2 separate regions of the Triticum aestivum genome follow, and region 2 is linked to region 1. A link is a contact called in public Hi-C data. All regions are on one chromosome and are shown on one strand. The core of a region is the stretch at or near the end of the contact, and the rest is flanking DNA. Distances in the headings are between cores, read along the strand shown.

Evidence for each region. Hi-C and Micro-C count contacts between places; a contact is called where the count stands out from the background.
Region 2: a Hi-C map of an unstated tissue shows a contact between it and region 1, with 7 times the contacts expected there. The contact joins the promoter of LOC123181574 here to the promoter of LOC123181572 in region 1. A contact is called at or near these places in 3 of 5 Hi-C or Micro-C datasets (leaf and an unstated tissue).

What each region holds. Positions count from the first base shown.
Region 1 is chr1D:297,350,921-297,358,676 of IWGSC CS RefSeq v2.1, forward strand. LOC123181572 (probable protein phosphatase 2C 72) reads left to right here and starts at 5,040. Exons shown (of 5, transcript XM_044593866.1): 1 at 5,040-5,491; 2 at 5,645-6,071; 3 at 6,580-6,947; 4 at 7,468-7,704. The coding sequence starts at 5,747.
Region 2 is chr1D:297,745,886-297,753,641 of IWGSC CS RefSeq v2.1, forward strand. It overlaps LOC123181574, which reads left to right and starts at 3,131. Exons shown (of 6, transcript XM_044593869.1): 1 at 3,131-3,422; 2 at 3,498-3,574; 3 at 4,212-4,295; 4 at 4,452-4,539; 5 at 4,709-4,806; 6 at 4,907-5,521. The coding sequence starts at 3,254. The coding sequence ends at 4,927.

The DNA of each region.
Region 1 (7,756 bases), core at 3,790-6,289:
TCGGTTGCCGGGGCTCCTCGTCGTCGTCCTCGCTTTGTGATCCCTTTTCCCTGGTCTCGGCGTTTAATTTGCCGGCCTGTTTAAAAACCCAACAGTCTCTGTTGGTATGATTGGCTGGTTTTTCTGGGGTGCCATGTATCTGGCACGGGCGATCGAGTATGCGGTCCAGGCTGGATGGTCCCTGATTGTTTCTCTTGTATGGTTTCTTCTGCTGGTTGGACTTGGAACCACTGAATTCGGCGTTGACTGTAGTGTCGTCGGTATTATCACCATTGCTTCGGCGTTTGTGCCTGTTACGTCGGAGCTTGCCGTTGTTGTTCTTAACCTCGGAGGGGCCTGCCTCGCTGGCTGTGTTTTTGCTGCGAGCCAACCAACTATCCTCACCCGCGCAAAAGCGGGTCATGGGTGCCGTGAGGGCTGCCATAGATTTTGGTTTTTCTTGGCCTAGGTGGCGAGTGAGCCATTCGTCGCGGATGCTGTGTTTAAAGGCTGCTAGGGCTTCGGCATCCGGACAGTCGACGATCTGGTTCTTTTTAGTTAGGAACCTAGTCCAGAACTTCCTGGCGGACTCCCCAGGCTGTTGAACTATGTAGCTTAAGTCATCGGCGTCTGGTGGCCGGACATATGTACCTTGGAAGTTATCGAGGAAGGCCTCTTCCAAGTCCTCCCAGCTGCCAATAGAATTTTCGGGTAGGCTGTTTAACCAGTGCCGAGCTGGTCCTTTAAGCTTTAGCGGGAGGTACTTGATAGCGTGGAGGTCATCTCCCCGGGCCATGTGGATGTGGAGGATAAAATCCTCGATCCATACCGCGGGATCGGTTGTTCCATCGTATGATTCAATATTGACGGGTTTGAACCCTTCGGGGAATTCATGGTCCATTACTTCATCATTGAAGCAAAGAGGGTGTGCGGCGCCTCTATATCGGGCCGCGTCGTGACGTAGCTCTGATGGAGTCCGTCTATGGTTGCCGGCTCGAGCGTGACTAGGTTTGTCACGTCCAAATAGGTAGCCGTCGTCGCATGTCGAGGCACGTCCTCGCGATCCATAGATCGATCTTGTATGTCCTGCTCTACTGCCCAGGGTTTGCCGGAGGTCGTATGTATGACCCCGAACTGTTTTGTCTCTATTTTCCCGTGGCGGCGAGGCGGGCTGTTCGGCTTGAATTGCCACTCTATCCCGACCACGAGGTGGTTGATCCACCGCATTGTCCTGACCGCGTAGTGTTCAATCGGCCGTGTTACGCGAGGGAGGTATGGGCTCCAGCGCCTCTTCATCGAACTGAGGTAGCAACCTTCACTTTGGGTAACTCTTGGTTGTGCGTCTGAGGCCGTATTCTTCGACTGCCAGTCCATCTGTCGACGAGCAGATTTTGGTCAGCTTGAAGCTGCTGCTGTTTCTTTTTCAGGCTCCTTGCGGTGGCTATTAGCTGGCGCTTAAAGCGCTCCTGCTCCAGAGGCTCATCTGGCACGATGAAGTCATCGTTGCCGAGGCTTGCCTCCTCCTCGGAGGGAGGATGGTAACTACGATCCTCCGAGTCTTCTTCCATTGCCTGTTCGTCAGGGCTGACTTGCCCATCTTCCCGATGGTCTTGTTCGGCAGTTTGTTCATCGGGTTCTTCTGTGTCTTCGGCACCATCCGGAGTGTTATCGTCTCCTGTGCCGGTGTTGTTGTCTCAGCTGCGGCGGGATTTAGAGTGGCACCGCTGACGCCGGCGCTTTGGTTGTGTCTTGGGAGGGTCCTCCTTTGTGGGGTTTTCCTTGTCATCGTCACTATTATTTTTCGGCGTGTCTACCATGTAGACGTCGTATGAGGAAGTGGCCGTCCATCGTCCGGTGAACGGCGGGTTTTGGGCCTCCTCGTCTCTGGCATCGTCGTCCATACCGTCGATGTCTTCGGGGTCATAGTCGAGCGCGTCGGTTAAATCTTCGACAGTGGCTACGAAGTGGGTGGTGGGTGGGAAGCGAAATTCTCCTTCATCATCAGCCTCCAGTTCGAACCGGACATAATTCGGCTGTGAGTCCCCCGCCAAGGACAAATTTTTTAACGAGTTCAGCAGATCGCCCAAGGGTGAGTGCTGGAAGATGTCTGCGGCGCTGAACTCGAAAATCGACAAGCGATCAAGTTCGGCATCCGCGGACTCACGCGGTTTGGAACTTATACCCGGAGAAGAGTCCGGAGCTCCGGTGACGCGAGTATTGTGTGAGGTTAAGTCCATGTGCGGCTCCAGCGCCGGGGAGTCTGTGGCCTCCGTGGTGGGGTCAAGCCTCCGATCCTGGGATGCCGCGGTGTGCTCTGGATCTAAGGCCAGAGGGGTCACAGGAGCTATCTCCTGGATGTGGTCTGACGACAGATTTAGGTCATGTTCGTCAAGGTGACCAGGAGCGGTCGCCGCGGTCTCGAATCCGGTGAAGATCAAATCTCCACGGATGTCCGCAACGTAATTCAAGCTCCCAAATCTGACTTGATGGCCAGGGGCGTAGCTATTGATCTGCTCCAGGTGGCCAAACGAGTTGGCCCGCAGTGCGAAGCCGCCGGACACAAAGATCTGTCCGGGGAGGAAGGTTTCTCCTTGGACAGCGTCATCGTTGACGATTGAAGGGGCCATCGAACCTTTTTGGGGACGGCACAGTGGAACTCTCACTGAAAGCACCAATGTCGGTGTCAAAACCGGCGGATCTCGGGTAGGGGGTCCCGAACTGTGCGTCTAAAAAGGTCGATGGCAACAGGAGACAGGGGACACGATGTTTACGCAGGTTCGAGCCCTCTTTATGGAGGTAATACCCTACTTCCTGCTTGATTGATCTTGATGGATATGAGTATTACAAGAGTTGATCTACCACGAGATCGTAATGGCTAAACCCTAGAAGTCTAGCCTGTATGACTATGGTCATGGGTCCCTCTTTCCGGACTAAGTCCTCCGGTTTATATAGACACCGGGGAGATCTAGGGTTACACAAGGTCGGTTACAAGGAAAGGAATCTACATATTTGGTCGTCAAGCTTGCCTTCCACGCTAAGGAGAGTCCTATCCAGACACGGGTGCAGTCTTCGGTCTTCATGTCTTCACAGCCCATCAGTCCGGCCCATGGCTAACAGGCCGGACGCCCGAGGACCCCTTAGTCCAGGACTCCCTCAACCTTTAGTTGGTCCGACCCATTTAATCTTTATAGGTCACTTTTGGGCCCGTCCACGTGTCAACATATTATAGGTGCATCTCGCCCATTGGATGAGTGACACCTATGCCAACGCGGAGCTGACACGTGGTTCCGTCAGCCAATGAGAATTTTACACGTGGAAAATCGGCATTGGTCGTGGCTGTTAGCGGGTTATCGGATCCAAAACTGGACCCGACAGCTTAACGACGACCCGTTACGGTAGATGCCACGTGTCGGTCACTCTTGACGAAAGCACTTCCATGACGCGGCATTTATCGTCATGGAAGTGGACACTTCCGTGATGATAATTTTGGTAATGTCATGGAACACTTCTACGATAACTCAGGTATGACTATCTTGATTCTGTCATAAAATCGTCATGGATATACATGCATGACAGAAAACGTGACCTACTGTGACAAACACGTATCATCACAGAAGTTTATTTTTTCGTAGTGCGTTAAGAAAGTTACGGCAAAGTGAACTTCGTGATACGATTAGATGCTAAGCTTACGGTTGGGTCTGTCCATCACATCATTCTCCTAATGATGTGATCCCGTTATCAAATGACAACTCATCTCTATGATTCGGAAACCTTAACCATCTTTGATCAACGAGCTAGTCTAGTAGAGGTTCACTAGGGACATGGTGTTGTTTATGTATCCACTCATGTATTTAAGTTTCCGCTCAATACAATTTCTAGCATGAATAATAAACATTTATCATGAAGGGGGAATATGATAATAACCATTTTATTATTGCGCCTAGGGCATATTTCGAACAATCCACCCAACCGATATAGTCGACGTAGGTCATCGGCGATCCATACAGCCGATCTCAGTGAAGTAGGCAAGGTAATCTGGGTCATACCATGTGGGGGGAAAGTTGTTGGTCGAACTAGAGGTCGACATGGCTCTAAATGAGAAGTCGTTGATGATATCAGACTCAGTGGAGACATGAATCAATTGGCGTGACTAGCGTATTTCCTATATGAGATGTTGGTGATGAAGATGAAGTCGGCAGAGACGACGTTGATGGAGATGCATACCTCGTCGAAGCAGATGACGACGATGTCGATCAAGATGATGTTGATGTTGTAGTTCTGATTTGGCAATGCGAGATCCTCACAAACGGCACAATTATAAGGGTACTAGGCAAAGTACCTAACATCGGGATGATAGTTGCATGTTGATATGTTCGGTAGTAGAATGTAACCTTGGTCGTGGGACAAACATATATAACATATATTTAATCCATGTTTGAGCCTTCATGAGGGGGTAACATCATACTCCTGCTCATGCAAGATTGTCTCAAGAGATATTACAATGGAGGAACACAATGTGGTTTCCGACGGGGTTGGACGCTAATTCGTCGAGTACATCGATGGACGACCGAGACGTGTGTCTGGTCAAATCTATTGTAAAGCTAGTCTAGAGCTTGAGAAGATGTCGAATGTGTCTCCCCTTTCATTGAGTACCTTTTATAACCCTTGTGTTATCCGCCTTGATCTTCTTGCACCGTATGACCTAACCTAGACTCTTCAGATTTGATAGGTGTATGACTTCATCTTCGAGAACCAGTGATGACACGTCCAGTGCCCAGGGCCCAACACTGCATGTACATATGCATATATAACTCAAAACACAGTATACACAACACATGATTACGGCAAAATCATTTTTTGAACAAGTGCCCACATGAATAGAGTATAGGTACCTGCGTTTGTAGAGGTGATCGTCAGTGTGTACGTGTGAACGTTTGATTTGTATCATGCTTCTTTTTATAGTTTATAAACAAAAAGCCTTTTTCTTCGTGTGTATGATAAGAAAGGCAGTCAGAGAAAACAGGGGAGAGATTAATGGAAGCATTCCACGAAATAGTCACCACCCCGGAATGAAATTAGGTCCTATCGCCTTTGCCATTGCCTTGCTGGCCCCGACCCCCCCTCGCTCTCTCCTTGGGTTGCCTTGTTCGTCTTCTCTCTTGCTTGCTAGTCCTCTCTCTCTCTCTCTCTTTGCTGTGGAGCGGAGAAGATAGAGAGATTCCCTGATCTGCTCGTCGATCGGGCCTGCCTGCCTGCCTGCAAAATTTGGCACCGCGAGAAGGGAGACCGAAAAGGAGAGCGGAAAAGCGCATCTTATTTTAGTCTCTCCGCCTCAGCTTCGCGGTTGCTTCGTCTGGATCCCGTAGAGGAGCCCACCCGTTCCACCAAAACCCAATCTTCCGCTTGCTCGAGATCGATTGGTTTCCAGATCCAAGCCCGCCCCTCCCTCGTCGCGAGATCGCAGGAAATCTGGGCGCGCGGCTCGGCAGGAAGCTATCCATCCAAGAAAAAGGTGAGTTGTTCTTTTCTTGTTTGGTCCCTCGTCTTCAATGCGTGTAGAGTGTGGATGTTCTTGGCGATCTCTCCCCCTTCGATCGCGCAGCGTCTGCCGTGGATTGATCGGGCTCTTGATCTTGGTGTTTGTGTTGGTTGGCTTCGATGGCAGATTTGGCGAGGCGAAGGAAAGGGGAGAGGATATCGGGAGAGAAGGCGAATAGACATGGCTTTTGTGAGGCAGCGGGCGATGGGGAGGTGGCGGAGATGAGGGATGCTATTGTCTACGATGGATTACCTGAGATCTTGCTGGGGTCCGACGTCGTCGCCGGACGGGCGCCCTCGCAAGGGGGTGGATGCGGCCGGCCGGCAGGACGGGCTCCTGTGGTACAAGGACGCAGGGCAGCTCGTCGCCGGCGAGTTCTCGATGGCCGTGGTCCAGGCCAATAACCTGCTGGAGGACCACAGTCAGGTGGAATCCGGGTCGCTGAGCACCACGGATCCCGACCTGCAGGGCACCTTCGTCGGCGTCTATGATGGCCATGGTGGACCGGAGACGGCACGCTACATCAATGACCACATGTTCAACCATCTGAAGGGTAATACCTCAACCGTTGCTGCGGCTCTCCTGTTGTAGAACTTAAACTAGAAAGGATTTTCACCCGCAAAAAAAAACCTAGAAAGGATTTTACATCAAATGTCAGTCCAGCTATGCTATACGATCCATAGGTGTATCGTTTCCCATTGCTAGACCTGCAAGTGTCTGCAATTGATGCTGATTGTTCTCAGCCATTTTTCCATGGAAGTAGATATTTATTGGATGCCTGCATTGCATGGGATATGGTTCTACTTGTAGTAATACAGAGAACAAACAAGCGCAATTTAAATGCTGTTTTGTTCAGAGCAATCACCTAGTTTATACTATATTCGATCCTTGGTTGATTTATTTTACTCCAAAAGTCCAAATATAATGGAAGCGCATTTATTGTTGACTGTAGAGTGAATAAATGATAGTGTCGTTTACTCACCTTCGCGTCATATTATGATATGTTTGAACTACATGGCAATCTCCATTAGTTCCCTCACATGATGAACTTCCTTTTTCAGGATATGCATCTGAGCAGAAATGCATGTCAGTGGAAGTAATTCGGAAGGCTTTCCGAGCGACCGAGGAGGGATTTCTCTCTCTAGTCAGTAATCAATGGTCGGTGAGGCCGCAATTAGCAGCGGTAGGCTCTTGCTGTCTAGTTGGTGTGATTTGTGCTGGAACTCTCTATGTTGCAAATGTTGGGGACTCCCGTGCTATTCTGGGGAGACTTGTCAAGGGAACTGGAGAGGTTGTGGCTATGCAACTCTCAGCAGAACATAATGCATCCTTCGAGGAGGTTAGGCGAGAGATGCAGGCAATGCATCCTGATGATCCCCACATTGTGATCCTGAAGCACAATGTTTGGCGTGTGAAGGGTATTATTCAGGTAAATGTCCGGAGTTCAAAAATTGCAACTGGCATGTGATCCATAGCTTGCTTTATACAGTCTTCAGACATTAGGCTTAACTTTTCATTATAACCATAACTGCGTTTAAATGCTGTGTCCCCATGCTTCTGTTAGAATTGTTGCTGCATGTTTTTACATTAGGCAAATTCTCAGTTATCAACTATACGTAGGTGTTCTTGTTGGCTATTTTTTTACCTGTGTATACAATCTGCAATAATGCAACGGTCTGAGTCTTGTAATTAGGTATTAGCCAAGACAAATACCATATTCAGCTGTTGAATGCATTTCCCTTGATGTCGATCCCGCAAATAAATTATTATGTACGCCTGTGTTTCTTAAAACAGATATGAGGTGTTCTACAATATGGCCATGTGCATTTCCTAGATGAATCACTTTAATCTGCTGTTGTCTCTTGCATAGCGTTACTGCTTAGTCCCTTCCCAAATGCCATGCAATTGCTTCTGCCGTGTATCTCACATGGTAGGATAATGTGTTGCAGATAACAAGGTCCATTGGAGATGTGTATCTGAAGAGACCAGAATTCAACAGAGAACCTTTGCATAGCAAGTTTCGGCTTCCAGAAACTTTCCGGAGACCGCTTCTTAGTTCTGAGCCAGCAATTACTGTACACCAAATACAGTTAACTGATCAGTTCATCATTTTTGCATCTGATGGACTCTGGGAGCATCTTAGTAACCAGAAAGCTGTTGAGCTAGTCCACAGTAGTCCTCGTAATGTATGTGTTCTTATCTTATGTTTAGTTTCTGTTACTGGGTTCTTTGAAAGCT
Region 2 (7,756 bases), core at 1,881-4,380, 390 kb after region 1:
AACGCATTGCCGCGGAGCTCGCCGCCGGCGAGGCTCCGATCACCATTTGGTCACGGGCTCAAGCCCGTTGGACTCGCCGCACCACGGGGATCCTCCCCAGCCTTTCCATTCGCTCCGTAGCGCGCTGCTTCGCCATCTCCGTCGCACACCCGAGCCAAGCCGCCATCGCTGCAACTCATCGCCGGCGCCCTTTCCAGCCTCCCCAGCTGCTGCCGCTGCCGCCACTCGACGTGGCTCGTTCACCGCATCCGAACGGCGCCTCTCGCGCGTCAAATTAACCCCGGACGGCTGTTTCCGAACATCACTGACGATGCGCCGCCGCGAAACGGCCCGCCGGAGTTACTCCGGTCACCAGCGCCGGCGTGGGCTGACGAGGACGCCTGGGGCCCGCTCCCTGAGCCACTGACCGTGGGCCCGTGGGGCCTTGTTGACTGAGTTGACTCAGTCAACTCTGCTGACTGGGCACCCCTTGTCAATGACAGGCGGGTCCCACCCACAAATTAACTTTGGTGTAATTTAAAATGTTTAATTAACCTAAGCAGCCACTGACACCTGGGGCCCACCCCCTTATTTAACTCTGTTTAAATAAATTGAAGTCTGTTAACTCTCTGTCTATGACATGTGGGTCCCACTAGTCCCACAGGTCAGTTTTGACCTGGTCAGCGAGTCTGTTGACTGCTGACATCATCCCCACGCAATGCTGATGTCATTTTTCCTTTTCTGTTAATTCTGTTCATTTAAATAATTCCAAAAATGCTTTAATCGTTGAAAATTCATAGAAAATAAATCGTAACTCCGATGAAAATGTTTTCTGCACTAAAGTTGCTCAGAAAAATGAGACGAACCCGAATACGCTACCCACATGACTCTTGTATATTCGAGCTTATGTATTCGAGCCCTCGAGGCCCCTGGCTTGTAATATAAAGCTTGTATTATTTTAATTTGTGTCTAGAGTTGTGTTGTGATATCTTCCCGTGAGTCCTTGATCTTGATCGTACACATTTGCGTGTATGATTAGTGTACGATTGAATCGGGGGCGTCACAATCATCGAGTTGAACGTGTGCATAACTCAGAGGTGTCGTACGTTCTATGCTTGATCGGTCGGAACGAGAAGAAGTTCGACTACATCAACCGCGTTGTCAAACTCTTCCGCTTCCGATCTACGAGGGTATGTAGACACACTCTCCCCCTCTCGTTGCTATGCATCTCCTAGATAGATCTTGCGCGAGCGTAGGAATTTTTTTGAAATTGCATGATACGTTTCCCAACACACCGAGGAGGACAGGTTCGTGTTGATGAATTCGGAGAGCATGGATGCAATGACAAAACAATTTTGGGAATTGAGAAGAATGAAGATCATGTGTCGGAGAAAGATGGAGCTTCGAAGTCTTATGGCCAATGGGTTGGGTAATGCAGGTGGTGGTGTGGGGTTTGGAGGGGGGTTTGCATTTGACAATGTCAGTGGTGGTGGCTTCAACATTGGTGGTTTTGGAGGTGGTGGCGGCTTGGGAAATGGTGGTGGAGGTGGGTTTGGAGGTGTTGTTGGATTCGGCATTGGGGGTGGTGGTGGTGGTGAAGCTTTTGGCAACGGTGATGGAGGTGGTGGTGGTGGTGCTTCGGCAAACGATGTTCATAATAATGGTGGTGCTCATTCTCCGGTCTAAGTTGTTGAAGATGGAGGTGCTAGCACCCGCGATGGTGGCGACGATCTTCGCAACAATGAGGAGTTGCTTGATTTCCTCATGCATTCGATCATGTTTTTTTCTTGTTCCCGCATTTTGTACGGCTAAACTTGCTACTTCGTATGTTGCATATGATCTTGAATGTGATGAACTAATGAGACTACGTGTATATATATTTCATGCATCTATATGCAAGCACTTGTTAATATTTGCCCTATGATTTTTTTACGCTACCACAAGGTCAGGTCCTCTAGTACGTGAACGGCGCACCACGCACGGCGGCAGCCTGTCGCTCGTAGCCTGCACCCTATGCTACGGTTTCTCCTGCCTCCCACCGGCGTCGTCACCGGTCTACCTTGTCTCTTGTGGTCTTAGGACCATGGAGGCGCGGTGGATCTCGGTCCTTGTCGGCGGGAGGGCTTCGTTTTCTGATTTTTTTTTAGTTTTGTTTGGGTTTGTGTCCTACTTAGAGATGCGAGGCAGAGGCGGCTCTCTGCAGATGGAATAAGGTCCTCCCACCTAGCCCCTGTTCTGATGGTGTTTCTAGCATCGTTGGAGGGCGTGTGAAGGTTTGTCTCTGACGGATCTCGTAGATACCATGGGATTCGGTCGGCGTTTGTCTTAGGTGGATCCACGTGGACCCGGTCTTCGTTCTTCTATATTCGTGTGTCTACAGGATGGATACTTCTGATCTATGTTTCTCTTCATCGGTGGTGGTTGTTGTTCTGGTGCGTTGGTCCTATGGGGCGTTAGCATGATGATTTTCTGACTGTCTACTACAACAATGTTTGCCCAGCTCCGATGTGAGAGGGGCGATGACGCCCGATGCGCCTTTGGCTCGCTTCAGTGTATGTAGTCGTCGCTAGGTGGTCTATGAACCGGAATGTATTTTTTACTTCTGATATTCTTTGTACTATCTTGACGGTTGACGAATAGATTGGAGTTTTTCCAAAAAAAAGGCCGGGTCCTCTAAACCCGTCGTAAATTTTTAGGTGACGAGTTTTAAGGATCTATTTGGTTAGACGTCTCGGGCACCGCAGCAAAATTTACAGCCCGTCTGAGTTTTGCTAAGCAAAATTCACTTTTCTAACCTGTGGACGTAACAATATCACAAAATGAACCGGTGACGAAATTTTTTCATCCGGCTGATCTTTTTGTGTATCGCCAGACAGTTAGACACCACATTACACTGTGCAGTGTCTGGCTCCCACGCCCTACACGCCTAGTCAACTACAATGTGTCGTGCCACTAGTGCGACGCTTACACTGCATAGTGTAGCGTCTAGCTCTCAGGCGTTACACATTGATGTAGCATTTTTCAGGCAGTCTGGAGTGCGATGCCGGCTAGACGTGAGCGTTGTACAGTGTAGTGTGTCTCCTAACGGGCGCTACACAAAAGGTCAGCCGGATGAATTTTTTTCGTGATATTTTTTCGTCCACGGGTCAAATTTGTTGTTTCTGCCGTTTTGCTAGACGTGGCTTCAGACGAAACCCTGACGGAACATAGACCACGTACAAAACCACACAAACACACAAGGATAACGTCGCCGTCGTCCTCGCCGCCGGCGCCGATGACTTCGCCGTCCGCCCCCGTCCTCCACCGCCAAATCCTGCCCAGACCCTTAGTACCCTCCTGCCGCGTCTCGCCCCGCACCCCCGCATCCGTCGCGGCGCAGCCGTCGCCGTCGCCGAGGAGAATATGGCGCCTGCCCCTGCTCCGATCGTCGCTGCCTCCCGAAGGTGCGCGCGCGCCGCCACGCACCTGCAATATTCCCGGTTTCCTTCCGCACATCTGACGCGCATCCGTCGTCCTAGGATCCCCGGCGGAGCTTGTAGCAGAGGACTCCAAGTTCGTGCCGCTGAACGCCGAGGACCCGATGTACGGACCGCCGGTGAGTCGCCGCCAGTTGCGCGTTACAAGAGAGTGTTATTCCACGCCCCCGCTGCATATACATATAGCTTCTGTTGCCGGTGAAATATAGTGATTTTGTTTACTTCGAAATGCTGAGATCAGTGTCACTGAATTGTGACCCCATTTCAGGCATTGTTGCTCATCGGATTCGATAAAAGCGAGACCGTCAAGGTATTCGGTTCACAGGATTGTTTGAACCCGCGTGATGCTTGCATGCCGATATTGACAGATAGAACGTAATTTACAAGTAATTCCTGTGAATTTTCGTAACTAGAGCAGATTCAGGAGTTCCTAAAGGAGCTGGACGGTGATTTCCTCAAGGTAATTAAGTTTTGCGCCTGCTGTAACAGAAGTTTACAGAGAAAGGAACAGGTTCGGTACATTTAACTGCAGAAGAATAGAGATTGAACAAATACGAGTCTTCTCCACCGTTAAAAAAATAGTCGTCTTCTCGATTACAGTAAGGAATAAGATCAAGAAATGAGTCTAGAAAAAAAACCACTGAAATGGAGTAGCGAAAGCTTACTCTCATTCAGAAACAAACATGTGAGACGAAAATACTGTAGAATGTTTGTCATGCGATCCTGATAGTTCAGCCAAACTTGTTCTTGCGTCAGGTGATTCATTGTACAGAAGAAATGACGAAACAAACTTTGTGGGATGCTATGCACACTGAGCAGCCTAATGTAGAAGCTGTCAAGGTAACAACACTTGCAAACATGACATTTTCAGTCTTTACTGCCCTTACTTACACTCTTGTGCTGAAATAACAGCCTTGCCAAATGCCTTCAATCACTTCTTTCATAGCCTTAAATTTTACCGTGGATCGCTAGTTAACATGCGTGTTCGGTTCACAGATTATGAAATCTCCGCAGAGAATATGCATCTTTTCTGGTCTGACCGGTGAGGAGATGATGATGTTCATCAACGCCTTCCCAGAAACAGGTACTAGTTCCTTAGTCCTAGGTCAAAGGAAATTCAGAAACTGTAAGAGAAAAAACAGCGTCTTTCCACACACTCAAACAAAAGACTGTGTGACGAAATAAATTCTAGTGTGGAAGCTTTATCTCAGGCCGTGTGTCATCAAACTGACGAGCTGTTGCTCACTGTTCAGGGTTGGAACAAGCCGCTTTCGCAGCACTTGTTCCCAACAGCGCAGAGAAGGTTCTTGCTGAGGTGATCGAGGAAATAATGGGTGACCATGAGATGCTGGTTTGTTGCTTCTGACTACTGCCAACTTCTGTGTTCTTCTTCTGCCTTCAGTACCTGCAGACCGAATGAGTTTTTTGCTTTCTTGCTTCACTACCTGCAGACGGGAAAGAATTCAGCATGAAGGTAGTATGTCTCAGGTAGTGACCTGTCCGCAGAGACAAAATCAGGCAGCATTGAACTGATCCTCAAATGGTCTCTTGAAATCGCCCGCTCCAAGTGATCCACCGTGTAAATGTCAATCCTTCGACTGTCTCCATCTGCTGGTAAATGTTAATCTACTAGCTACTGTTTCAAACCCGCAGCTGCAAGCCCTGCAGCTAGATCACTGTTCATTTGAAACTGAGATGAACATTACTGAGGCTTTTCTTGACGTAACCATGTAATTACAATCTTTTTTGTTGGAAGCACTTAATTCTTGGACAGTTCTTCTGGTGTTCGATTAAGGCACAGAATCTCTCAGCATGCCTATCCACATACAACTTTTATTCCTTTTTACTCCATGAAAAGGATGGTACTCTGTATCCTTTGCTTCAACCGTGGTGCTACAGTGTAGTGAATAATTCTACTGTCTACAATGAATAATACTATATTTTTTTGCGGGAAACAATGAATAATACTATTGTCTTTCTTGAAGTAGTACGGATGAGGATCCTGGCATGTGAGAAGTTTGTTTAATCATCTGTGTAAGACAATTATATCATGAGTTATGCGGTAAGAGTTTGCTATCTCTTTGTATATACAAGTCCTACTTGGCGGCAAAGTGATCTGAAAACAATGTAACCAAATGGTAGAGAAGATAAAATAGCAAGCCTTGTTCTTGTCGCCTCTCTGGCTGTGCCTCCGAGGAGGGGTGAGGAAAGGGGGTGGATGGTGGTTTCTGGTGTGCAGATACTATATTCTCAAGTAGCACTCATGATCAAGGGTTGTTTTCCATACACCAATAATCAAAAAATTAAGTTGGGCGATATTGTTCTCTATAGCTGTGTAAGATAACACCTGAATCATTCGCGTTTAAATCACATTTTAAAGTGCTAGAGTTAAAAGAATGATGATGATATGGTTATAGCAAAACTGAAAGTGAATTTTAGTCACAAGGCACGCGGATATTCATGCCAAAATACACAAACAAGTGTGTGTTCTTAGCAAAAAAAACTCGGTGTTTTATAATGGGCTACATTCACTTATGTGGGTCTCAATTTGGAGCTGAATATGTAACAGTTGTTGAGAAAGTTGTCTAAGGCTAGTTTTCAAGAGATTAACACTGGCCAAGGGCGTCTCTAGCCCGACCCCTAAACTTAAACTCCTCAAATTGACCCTCAAAACTTGAGGAGTTGAATATTTGTGCACTTAGCATTTTCCCAAAATTTTAAGGGAAACGCTTGGGGCCGGGGCACCGGCCGAAGCTTCGGCCGGTCCAGTCCACGCGCGCACGCCGCGACCCAGTCGGGAGCAACCACGTGGCGTTGCGGATCTCGCGAATCTCGCCTCATTTCTGTCTCGCAGCTCCGCGGATCTCGCCCCATCCTCATCTCCTGCAGCGCCGGCGCCCACATCTCGCCGTCGGTCATGGAAGGTCGAATCCCCGCGCGTCCATGGATGTAGATCTCACCCCGCCATGCTTTACAGCCCGTTTCGCCATTGGATGCAGCCCGTTGACCAATCCCCATCCCCGGCGGTTGCAACTCCCACACGTCTCGTGCTTCTGCCTCGCCGCCGACGAGCCGGGCGGCGATGGTCGACACCGGAAGGCTTCTGCAGAATCGTCGCACCCCCTCATGTTGCAACCGTTTAAAAAAAAGCTTCATCCCCCTAGATGAAAAGCTTCAACCGGATGTAGAGAAAGCCACAAGCGGTCAGCGCCGTCGCCGGAAAGCTACAACCGTTGACATGAAATGCTACATCCTTCGATTAAAAAAGCTTCAACCGAAACGACACAAAAAGCCTTGACCAAGTGCTGCTAAAAAGAAAATAGCTACAACTTTTGGTAGAAAAGCTTCAACGGTTGTTGGAAAAAGCTCCAACCATTGAGAGAGAAAGCTACAACTAGACACTATGAAAATAAGAAAGCTTCAACCAGCGACGGCTGGAGGTGGAAGAAGATGATAAAATGCTGCAGTTTTGCTACATGCTTCAACCGGCATAGATTTTTGCTACAACTGGCATAGCATTTTGCTACAACTAGCGTCACGTTTTGCTACAACACACAGCCGGCGTCGCGGTTTTGCTACAACTAGCATGGTTTTTTGCTACAACCGGCATAATGTTTTGCTACATCCATCAAGGCCGAGCTGCGACCCGGCACGGGTTTCTGTGAATTCCGGCGGCGAGATCCAGCACGGGGGGCAGGGGCGGATGCTGCAACCGGTCGCCGGCGAGCTGCTACGGGCTCGCGGCGAGCTGCAACCTCGACCGGTCATAACGGAGCTCGAGCCCAAATCCATGGCGGCAAGGAGGTCATGACGTATGTAAGACATGATTGAAGCAATCCCAAGGCGGCTTGATAGGTGGGGGAGCCCCTCGTCGACGTGATTCGGCCGCGGGGAACGAATAACAGGCGCATCTAGCCGCCGCCGCGGCGGATCGGGGACGGGCAGTCGCAGGGGGGATCCAGCTCCCTTGTTTTCCTTGCTGTGGCTGTTCGTACACGGTCGCAACAAAACTGTTCTTTTTTGCTGCAACGGTTGCTTCAGTCCGTGTATGCGCGCAGATCTAACGGTCCATGCAAACCGCATCGGACGGCTGGGCCTCGACCGGCCCAACTGTTGGGCCGGTGCGCCGGCGCAGATCGCTGCCCAAATTTTAACCCCCCAAATCACAAAGTTGCACAAACTTGTATTTTTTTCAAATATGATTTGAAACAGGATTAAGATAAGTGCACACTTGATTTGCATACTCTCGAAAAAAAAGATAAGTGCATACTTACATAAACATGCCAACATTATCAAGGGCA